Linked DNA regions of Sus scrofa: region 1 is linked to region 2. The links are chromatin contacts, called in public Hi-C maps. All regions are on one chromosome and are shown on one strand. The core of a region is the stretch at or near the end of the contact, and the rest is flanking DNA. Distances in the headings are between cores, read along the strand shown. Region 1 has its middle 41 kb from the start of TMEM209. Region 2 has its middle 26 kb from the start of MEST.

Evidence for each region. A called contact is a pair of places that touch in the nucleus more often than the background predicts.
Region 1: a contact with region 2 is called in a Hi-C map of embryonic fibroblasts, with 2.7 times the contacts expected there. The contact joins two enhancer-like sites. A contact is called at or near these places in 2 of 5 promoter capture datasets (fetal skeletal muscle and liver) and 1 of 47 Hi-C or Micro-C datasets (embryonic fibroblasts).

The regions. Positions count from the first base shown.
Region 1 is chr18:18,653,384-18,658,352 of Sscrofa11.1, reverse strand. No RefSeq gene overlaps it. Among named protein-coding and RNA genes, the nearest start is that of TMEM209, 41 kb to the right of the region's middle. Within about 2 kb of position 3,587, at least 56 of the 83 cell types and tissues checked have an H3K27ac peak or open chromatin away from gene starts, as enhancers often do. A contact at or near this core is called in embryonic fibroblasts and fetal skeletal muscle, where this site is marked.
Region 2 is chr18:18,365,556-18,370,457 of Sscrofa11.1, reverse strand. No RefSeq gene overlaps it. Among named protein-coding and RNA genes, the nearest start is that of MEST, 26 kb to the right of the region's middle. Within about 2 kb of position 2,602, at least 8 of the 83 cell types and tissues checked have an H3K27ac peak or open chromatin away from gene starts, as enhancers often do. A contact at or near this core is called in embryonic fibroblasts and fetal skeletal muscle, where this site is marked.

The sequences.
Region 1 (4,969 bases), core at 2,338-4,837, 290 kb before region 2:
CTGCTCGCCTCCCTCCTCAACGGGTCACCGCTGGGCAGTTTGCCTTCTCAGACTTTCCTTCACAGACTTAGGTGTAAATTCTCCTCACGAGAACAGGAGGGCCTTGGGCAGAGGACTGGGAAATGCTAGACTTCCACCCCCTTTTTTGTCTTTTCAACCAGAGTCATTTATTTCCTGCTTTTTAAGACTTTTGCACATTTTTCCCCTGCGATCCCTCCATGATGCTGTCCATCTTTCCTTTCCTGAAGATGCCATGTTGGAATCTGGGACCCAGAACAGGGTACAGAGAAGGGCTGGTTTGAGGTGCTGGCAGTGGGATGCAGGAAGCCGATGATATTTTAGATATAGGCTGTTTCGGGGCACAGCTTTTTTTTGATTTGGGTAAACTTGGATCCTACAGTGTTGCAATCACTCACTCTTCCCCAGGAGGGAAGTCAAGCCCAGATGGTGCGCTCCGTTTCCCATGCACTCTGGCAAGGTCACGGGAAGGGCCAGCTGGCAGCTTTCTTGTTATTGTAGAGTTATTTTATTCTTTAGCGTTCTCCTGATTAAAGTCCTTACATCTCAAGAGACCAGATGGAAGCCAAGTAATATAGCCTTTTGGTTTCTTTTTAATGAGATCAGGATTGGAAGAGAACCGGGACTGGACAGAGATGGAGAAGCCACTGCTGGGTGCCCTGGGGCTCTTCACCCAGAGAGCTTGGTGAGCCATGAATTACTTTCATCCTCTTCCCTGCAGGGAGTGTTGTCAATCCTTCTTTTCTAGAAAGCTCTCATAATGGTTTCTATAGAATTTGTGCTTCACAGGCTTCAATTAAAGTTCGACTCAGCTTGGGGAGTGGGAAGCTAAGAGGTCTGTCAAGACATTTGAACCTGAAAGCCTCTAATTCCTCTTGCTCCACCTGGGGGCTGCTTGGCATATAAGCATAGAGGGGGCCATTGAGGATGTGCTCCCTGGGGACTAATGGTGGGGTCCAGCTTCAGGTCCTGCTCCCCACAGAAGAGTCTCAAGCAGCCCACCAGCAGCAGGGCACTCCCAGTCCTGTGTCCACCCAACACAGTTCTCAACTGAATTGATGCCTGACACAGGACAGGCACCTGCTGTGCTGCCTCAGCTGCACCACATCTGCTCTGGGGCTGTCAGGAGTTGCCTCATTCCCTCGTTCATCTAATGAAGAGATGGGGGTGGGGGTGGGGATGGGGGTGGGGCAGGCCAGGTGTGGCTGCTGAGGAGGCTGCGCAGGGAAGAGGACTTTGCAGGGAAGGGTCTGCCAACTCCAGTAACTCCCAGTGGCCTCTAGAGTCTCTAGTTCTAAGCTGTCACCATTTTATATCACAAACGGTTTAGCACCAGCTGTGTAGAGAACCCCACATTAGACCCCGGAGAGGAAAAAGGAAACAAAAGAGACAGCAAAGTGTCTGTGCTCAGGAATATTCTAAAATGGTCAAGAAACAAATCTACCCACCAAAGGAATTGAGAACACAACCAACCCAGGGGCATGGCTTCATTTATGACACTGGGAGGTGTCAAAAAATGAAGTCTAAGAAGCTAGTAAGAGCTTCTTCATTTATGACACCAGGAGGCTTTCGAAAAATGAAGCCCAAGAAGCTAGTAAGAGGTAACATTAAAAGTTGAAGAACAGAAGTTCCCTTTATGGCTCAACGGAAATGAATCCAACTAGGAACCATGAGGTGACAGGTTCATCCCTGGCCTCACTCAGTGGGGTTAAGGATCCCGCGTTGCCTTGAGCTGTGGTGTAGGTCGCAGACAAGGCTCAGATCTTGAGTTGCTGTGGGTGTGGTGTAGCTCCTAGCAGACCCCTGGCCTGGAAGCCTCCATATGCCCCTGGTGCGGCCCTAAAAAGCAAAATGGAAAAGGTTCTGCCGTATCTGCTGTGAACCACGCTTTTTTTCCTCCTCCTTTTAGGCCAGCCCCCAGGCACACGGAGTTCCAGGCCAGGGATCAGATCCAAGCCGCAACTGCCATAACTCCAGATCCTTTAATCCACCCTGCTCCGCCAGGATGGAACCCGCGTCCTGGCTCTGCAGAGACGCCCCGCCGTGGGAACTCCCAAAGCACACTTCGAGAATCACTCTATAAGGAACACAAACCGAGGCCCTTCCCGGTAACAGTCTCTGGGAGGGAACGTTAACTGGGGGGGGTTAGGGTTCTACGGTGTAAGCCTCCTCCCCGGGGGGCACCGTCACCCCACGGCTGCCCCCACACCGCACACAACGCACAGTCACGTAATCCGCACCCAACACAGCCCACCCAACACCCGAGCCATCCACCTCACAAAAAACACACCCCACCCTCCACCCTGCACTCGCTCGCCCAGCCCACAAAGATACGAGGGGCCATTCACCCCTGTCTCAGGCCTATAATCTGTGACGCACGGCAGGGTGAGCTGGCCGCCCGCGCGGTGACGCAGGTGACAGGCTCGCTCTGCTGGCTTTGGCCTTTAGAGACAACGTGCGTCACCGCCTCACGACGAGCCGAGCCGGGGCTGCGCGGGCAGGTGAGGCCCGGCGGCTGCTGTTCCCTCCCCAGCTCGGCCGCTGAAGAGCCTCTTACCTCAGCGCGGCTGTGCTGATCTCATTCGCAGACGCAGAACATGGAGACGGGGGCGGAAAGCGCTGGGAAGGTGGACGCAGCGAGGCCCTGGGTCTCGGAAGTGCCCATAGCTCCGCGGAGGGACGCGGGGGGGCGAGAGGACCCTGAAGGCCCTGTGCAGGGTCAGGCGGGGGACAGAGGCCCGGCACGGGCCTGCCCCTGGCCGGTCCCAGGGCTGAAGAGGGCGCCTGCCCCCGCCCTCCATCCCCCTCCTCAGCTGGGGCAGAGAAATTTCTGGCAGGAGAAAGACAAGCAGGGGGGACCACCACGGAGTATGAAAAGCTCCCTCGTCCTCGGGAGTCGCGGGCACAGCTGTGGAAACGCTAACATCTGGCGTGTGGCCCCCGAGTAACCTCCTGGATCCCGGGAGGAGCTGGTGCTTGATTAACGCCTGGCCGGGAGGGCAGGTTAGAGGCCATGGCTGCCCTTCCTCGCTCCCCCTGCCCGGACCAGGCAGAGCGACAGCCCGCCTAGGGGTAGAATTTGGGCACAGAGGCTCCCCGGGCCGAGCTGGGCCTCCTGCAGCTGCAGAGGAGCGCGGCTGAGTTTCTGACCCCAGCCTGGGGCCTCCCCGCTCCGCCTCCCCTTCCCCCTCCCCCTCCGCTCCGAGGAGCTCCGGGACCACCGGGGCCTGGGGGCAGCAGGGAGGGGCTGTCGGCTCTGAATGGGATCTTCTAGAAATGGGGCCACAGAATGTTAGTCTTCCAGGTCTGTGGGGACCCAGGAGCCTGCGGGATGAGGGGCCCGACGGCTTGGGAAGCCACTGGCAGGTCTCCAGCTTATGGTAGGGGAGGCAAAACAGATGGGTTTCTTTTGCCCACACTCGCCAGGGCACCAGAAAACTCGTGGTCACCAGCCTAGGAGTCGTGGGCAGGCAGGACAGCCCGTGGTGCTGTGGCCGTGACCACCAGAGCCTCAGGGCGCGTCACGCAGGGGTGTCCTTTCCTTCCCGGAAGGGCACAGGCTTGGTCTTCCGCGAGGGCGGGGCTGCGGGGGCTGGAAGTAAGTCTGCTTCCCTCAGGCTCTTCAGAAGCCCCAGGTCCTCAGTGTGCGGTGCGGGAGAGGAAGAGGGACGGGAAAGGCGAGGGACTGAGGGCTGGAGGGTATCGGGCCTGCTCCGAAGGTAGCTGAGGCCAGCGGGGCCAGGGGCAGAGACACCAGCGGATTCTGGACTCCAGCCAGGAGCAGGTGGCCATCAGACCCCAGGCTTCCCGTCCCACCCCTTGAGGCCCCTGCAGGAAGCCTGGCACCTTTCCCGGCGCCAGCTGTGTAGCCTGGCACCAAGTCTGCACCCAGGAGAGCCCGCAGCCGGCGCTCTGCCCAAGGGACTGGATGCCTGACTCACTCCGTGCTTGCTAATCACTCCCCTCTCCGCCGTCTGGCATGGTGTCTCACACGGGCTTCTTTCCCCTGGAGAAAAGCGTGCCCATCTGACACCTCTGCCTGCCTGCTAACCATGACACATTCATCTGTCCTTGCCACTGCCTCTGCTCCGTGCAGCCCCCACGCCGCCCTCTCCTGCCTGCTGCCTCCTGCTCCAACCTCTGCCAGGATGACTGTGGGTGTGTCCATCCCCCACCCGGGCCAGCGTCTGCACCTGGCAGGCAGGCTGTGTCCAGCAGCCCACCTGTAACCTCTCTGCTTACCTCTACCGCAAATGGCACACACCCACTGCCTGGAGGAGTCTGAGAAGGGAGCATCAAAGCTCAGGGGCCAAGCCCTTCTTTCTCAGGCCACCACTCAGCTTTTCCATGACCAGTGGCACTTTTCCTAAAGGGAGCCAAGAACAGGGTGACTTCTGGTTTTGTCTCTGCTTTGCCCAGAGACCAGAGGAAGAGTCCAGCCCGAGTAGGCAGTGGGAGGTCCTGAGACTGTCCAGGATACTGGTGACCTGGCACCACAGAGCCAGCCTGATGGGGAAAATGACCCTGTCCTGTAGTGCTGCTAGGGCTCCCTGGGGACACAGTCCCCAGGCCAGACCTCTAGAGTGGGTTCTGGTACACAGCACCAAGCTGGACTCTGGGTACTCACAGACCCTTTCTGGGCTTCTGTGTCTTCTGTAAAATGAGACAATCCATCTGTTTGATCCCCAAGACACATCCACATTTTCTGAGCCTGACAAGGAAAAAAATCTCACCTAAAAGCTGAAGTAGGTTGAAAAGTCAACATTACTTGCCTGTGGGTTTCACAATATGTAACAGCTTCCTTCTTTTTTATTTTCAGGCTAAATATGGAATCGGCCTCATAGGCCTGTGACCTGGACAATCATACAGAACCCCATGCCTAGAAGGGGCCTGGGCTGGGTTTAATGATCTGCTGTGGCTGTCTTAAAAATCTTGATAGGAGTTCCTGCTG
Region 2 (4,902 bases), core at 1,353-3,852:
TGTCTAAAGCTTTTTGGTGCTTTACTACCTGGTCTCTCCAAGCCGAAAATGTACTTTTTCCATTTCCCTGGGGGCCTTCTAATCTGTGGACCTGTTCAATATTAAGATCACAGGGTTAGCTTTGTTTGTTTGTTTTCTGTGATGGGATTCACTAATTCTATTACAAACCTGTAGTTTTCCAGAGCTAGTTCTCTGATAGGGAGAGATTATCAGTGAGTTCTGATGCATCCCAAAGTCCTATTACTTCCTCTCTTCTATAAGCTGGGGAGTTTTGCTTAAAACCTCTCCAACACCAGTGTCAAACCAGATGTGACTTCTCGTGGCTCCCCTTTGGTGAGTCTCACCATTTATTCACCCATCTAGGCCAACCCGGAAGCTTAAGGGAGCCCTGATCCCTGGCTCACTGGTCTCCGCAGCCATTAAAGCCAAGCTCCAGTGGGGTTGTTCTCAAACTTAGTGCACATCGCCTTCACTTCGAGGGGTTTTGAAACACAGATTGCCAAGCCCATCCCCAGGGTTGCTGCTGCGGGGGTACTGAGCCTTTGCCTTTTACCAAATTCCAGATGATGCTGGAGTTCTCTTGTTGCATAGCAGGTTAAGAATCTGGTGTTGTCACTGCAGTGGCTCGGGTTGTTGCTGTGGCATGGGTTCCATCCATGGCCCAGGAACTTCTGCATGCCATGATTGTGGCAAAACAACAAAAACAAAAAAACACCCAAAAAACACAAAACAGATAATGCTGATGCTGCTGGTCAGGGGACTACACTTTGAGAACCACTGCTTTAGTCCGGTCTCAGGAGTTGCTCAGGGCAGTACATTATCCCCCGGCCCCATTCCTCTTTCCTTTGTTATTGACTTCTCTTTTTCACATCTGTCCTTCTTACACATCTGGGCTTGCTTCTCTCAGTTGTCCCTTACTCAGAGCCCTTTGACAGATCTGGTCAGCTCTTTCTGCTCCAGGAAACCCCTTCTCTAGCTTCAGCTTCTCAGGGTTCCTATTTCAGGACCATAACCCTTAGTCACCTTGAGGGGGGTGTACAGATCCACTTTTACCAAGTCCTAATACCCAAATTTCCTGGGTATGGTTGCCCAAGCCTTTCCCTCTCAATCATTGCCTTGTGTTGCAGCTAGCGAATCAATCCCCTTGGATTTTGTGCTGAACAGCTCTGCACTTCCTTCTCTTAAATCTGCCATCTCAAGATGGCACCAAGAAGGACGATCCCCAGATTTATTTTATTATTATTTCTCCATCACTATCTCTCTGAAAGCACATTTCAAAAGTACACCCTGGGACAGAGGCGAGATAGGACAGTGTATTCCAGTTTCTGTGATTAACAAATTTCACCTTTTTTTCCCCCTCTGTTAAATCTCTTTGAGTGTTGATCACCCATCCTAATCTAGAAACAACTAAATAGCGTTCTTCTTCCTATCTTCATTTTTCAAAGCAGTTAAATCTGTATTTATCCTTTTAGGTACATTTGTTTCATGCAGTGTAGTCTGGTTTCTAAGATGTCAACCATCCTAAGCAGTGTTTTTTTTTCTCCCTTAAGCCTCTGTGATTTTCCTGTTTGCCATTTCTAAGCTAAGACTGTCTCCAGGGCAACGGTCCTCTGCTCACCAGCGAGGCCTCAGCTCCTGCCCCCCTCAGCGAAGGCCCCTCTACTTTCTATGTGCAAATTGGATTTCCAGAACCTAATGCTCCAGGTGCAGGCTGACTGTTTTTTTCTTTTGTTTGGCCTTGGGTTTATAATTATTTAATTTTTTTATCCACCTCAGTCCAAGAATCTATATTTCCAATTTAATTCTTCCATTCTGCTCCACCTCCCCTTATTCCTTGCCCTCTAAAAATCACCCTGATGGCCAAGATTTATTAATTAAGATTTCCAGAGGTTCCCTGCCCAGGAGAGACAGAGGCGGCAGTGTCCTCGCTATCCTGTGGTCAGGCTGTAGATGTCCTGCTAATTGTTATGAGCTCGTCTTTCTCCCTGTCTTTTATTTTTTTCTAATTGAGGTACAATTGACATATAATGTGTAAGTTTAAGGTGTATGATGCATTTGTTTGATACACTTAAATATTGCAAAATGAGTATTCCAGTAGTGTAGCTCATCTTTCTGTCTTTTAATAAAATCCTCCTGGGGGTAATTTTCATGTCATCCCAGAATGCATGAAAGGAAGGACCATCCTGCCCTTTGCTGTAGTATTCTTAGTTCCTCAGAATGATGTGATCTGTGATAAAGTTTTTCTTCTGCCTTATGACAAAAGAAACAAAACAAAACAGACCAGCTGCCAGCTAATGGTCCTCTTCTGTGGAAGGGTCGTCATTTCCATCTTGTCCTTCCTACTTTTGTGGTGTTAAAATGTCCTTTTAAGGTCCTTTGTGGATCTCCCATATCTTATTAAACCTATGAACTTTAAACCTGCTGGGCTCCATCTCCCTTTTTCACCAAATCTGAGTCAAAAAGCTACTCACTAGAGCTTGTTGTTTGGAAATGAACTTCCCCTGAACTCAGAAATGAATCTGCCTCTCCTAGAACACTAGATTCCTACTTCTCACAGAGATGCTAATACAGACCCTAAGCCAGGGCAGGATCCCATACTTTCCGCATGAGATGTTACCCAGGAATGCAGCTGCTCTTAGGATTTACGTGAGCAGCCCCAAACCTCAGTCCCTCATGCATATACTAACATCGGTGCTGCCAACTCTTCCAGATGTTAGCCCTGTCCTCAAAATCCCAAATCTTTCAAATCTGAATCCTTGCCTGTGGATTCTGGCAAAGTGTCTGGACACTATAAAACACCCCAAGAACATCCCTCATGTCCAGCCCTTGTTCCTTAAAGAAATACTTCTCAAAAATGTCCACCAAAGCATTTTTAATGGCAGAGGAGAGTGAATTCACATGAAGGAGAGAGTGGGAGGCAGCATGAAGGGGTTATTGAAAGCAAGAAATTTTTATTTTATCTTAAAATCACATCTAATTCTTACTTCATGATGCATTCCTATTTGTATTACTATGGAAGTGTTGCAAATTATTTACCATCAGGCAAAATTGGCCTGACCCTTCTGAAGTGCAATATCCCTAAACTGGAGCTGGGATCCAGTGGTGCATGAATGCAACCCCATGATAGTTTGAGCCATCCCATATCCCAGAGTGGTCCCATAGTACAGTCATGTGGCCACCCTCAGCTTGACTTGGAAGTCCTGTTTTTTCATCCCTAGTCAACCTCATGTGTCATTTCCCTCAAGCGATTACACCAATCCCTTCCAGGCCCAATCTTACCTTTCCCTCTCTCTACGAATTACTGTGTTTTGGCAAAGAAAGTGTTCGCCTTGGATAGAATCCTCCTTAGCTTTTCTCCAATCTGTCAGATTATGCAGATACATGGGTGTCATATAGTCAACTTGGGCTGCTATGACATTTACCATAGAGTGGGTGGGTGACACAACTAACATCTATTTCTTATATTTCTGGAGACTGGGAAGTTCAAGATCAAGGTTCTGGCAGATTCAGGGTCCTGTAAGGGCCTGCGCCTTTGCTTATAGATGGCTACCTTCTCACAGTACCCTCACAAGGTAGAGAGGGAGCGTTCTAGCCTCTTTCTCTTCTCAGAAGGAAACTAATCCCACCACGGAGGCCTCACCCTCATGACCTCATCCAAGCCTAGCCACCTCTCAAAGGCTGTACCTTCTAATGTCATCACATTAGGGGTTAGGGTTTCAACATATGAATTTTGAGGAGACCCAAACATTCAGTTCATAACAGAGGGCTTTATGCTCTCTTAGAAAAACACCAGTGGATATTTGTCTTGGACTCTGTTTTTCTAAAAACTAAAACCAAATAACTTTTTTCTAGTTCCAAAAGCAGTACATTAAAATAATCACCTGCTGCTTTTGCCTGCTAAGCTGCTTTTATTCTGATATCAGACCCCCTTCTTCTTCTTTTTTTCCTTCTTCCTCTTTTTTTCCTTCTTCTTTTGGGCACCACTCTTCAGTGTGGGGCTGAGACCACCCTGCCCTTGCTCAGCTCCAGGCACGGTCCTGTGACCCAGGCCTGGCCATCAGGGTCCCAGTGCTCATAGGAGGACGTATGTCCCAAGCTGGTTCATTAAGAGTTGGCTTAGGACTTCGGTGTATCTTTTCCTCTGAGGTTGCTAAGCTAGTAGGCTGTTTAAGTCTGCAAGAAGTCAACACAGGGGAGGGAAGAACCAATAGATGAGGAAAGTCTCACTCTCAAAAACTTTGGTGGAGCACCCAGATCCAGCTATGTATGAATCCCTGCCTACCTCCCCGCCCCCCGCCAGACAGTACAGGCACCTGAGCTGATAAATCAATTCTACCTTTTTTTTTAAGTTAGTTTGAGTTGGGTTTCTGTCACTAGCAATCATAAAAATATTGACTAATATAGAAGTCCGTTTGGAAAAAGATAAAATGTTACAGAGACAGAAAACAATGTGAAATAGCAAGTGGAAGTCTTTCATAATCTCATCTCCATTGTTAAAAATTTAATGTACATTCTTCCAGACTTTTACAAAATGTGTACTAAATATTTTTAGATCATCTTAAAATTCAGCTTTATGGAGTGAAGTGTAATTTACATACAATAACACTGAATAAGTGTAAGTGCACAATTGACCCTCGAACGACATGGGTTTGAACAGTACTGGTCTACTTCTATAAGGATTTTTTTAACTAAACTTATACTATGGTACTACATGATCTGTGGTTGATAGAATCTGAGGATATGGAGGGCCTACTGTGAAGCTAAGCTCAGATTTTTGACTGGGTGGAGGGTTGGTGCCTCTACCCTCTGTGTTGTTCAAGAGTCAACTGTGTATTCTGTATGGCCATTTCACCATCTCCATCATCTTCAAAATTTCTCTGGGCCACCGATGCACATAATTCC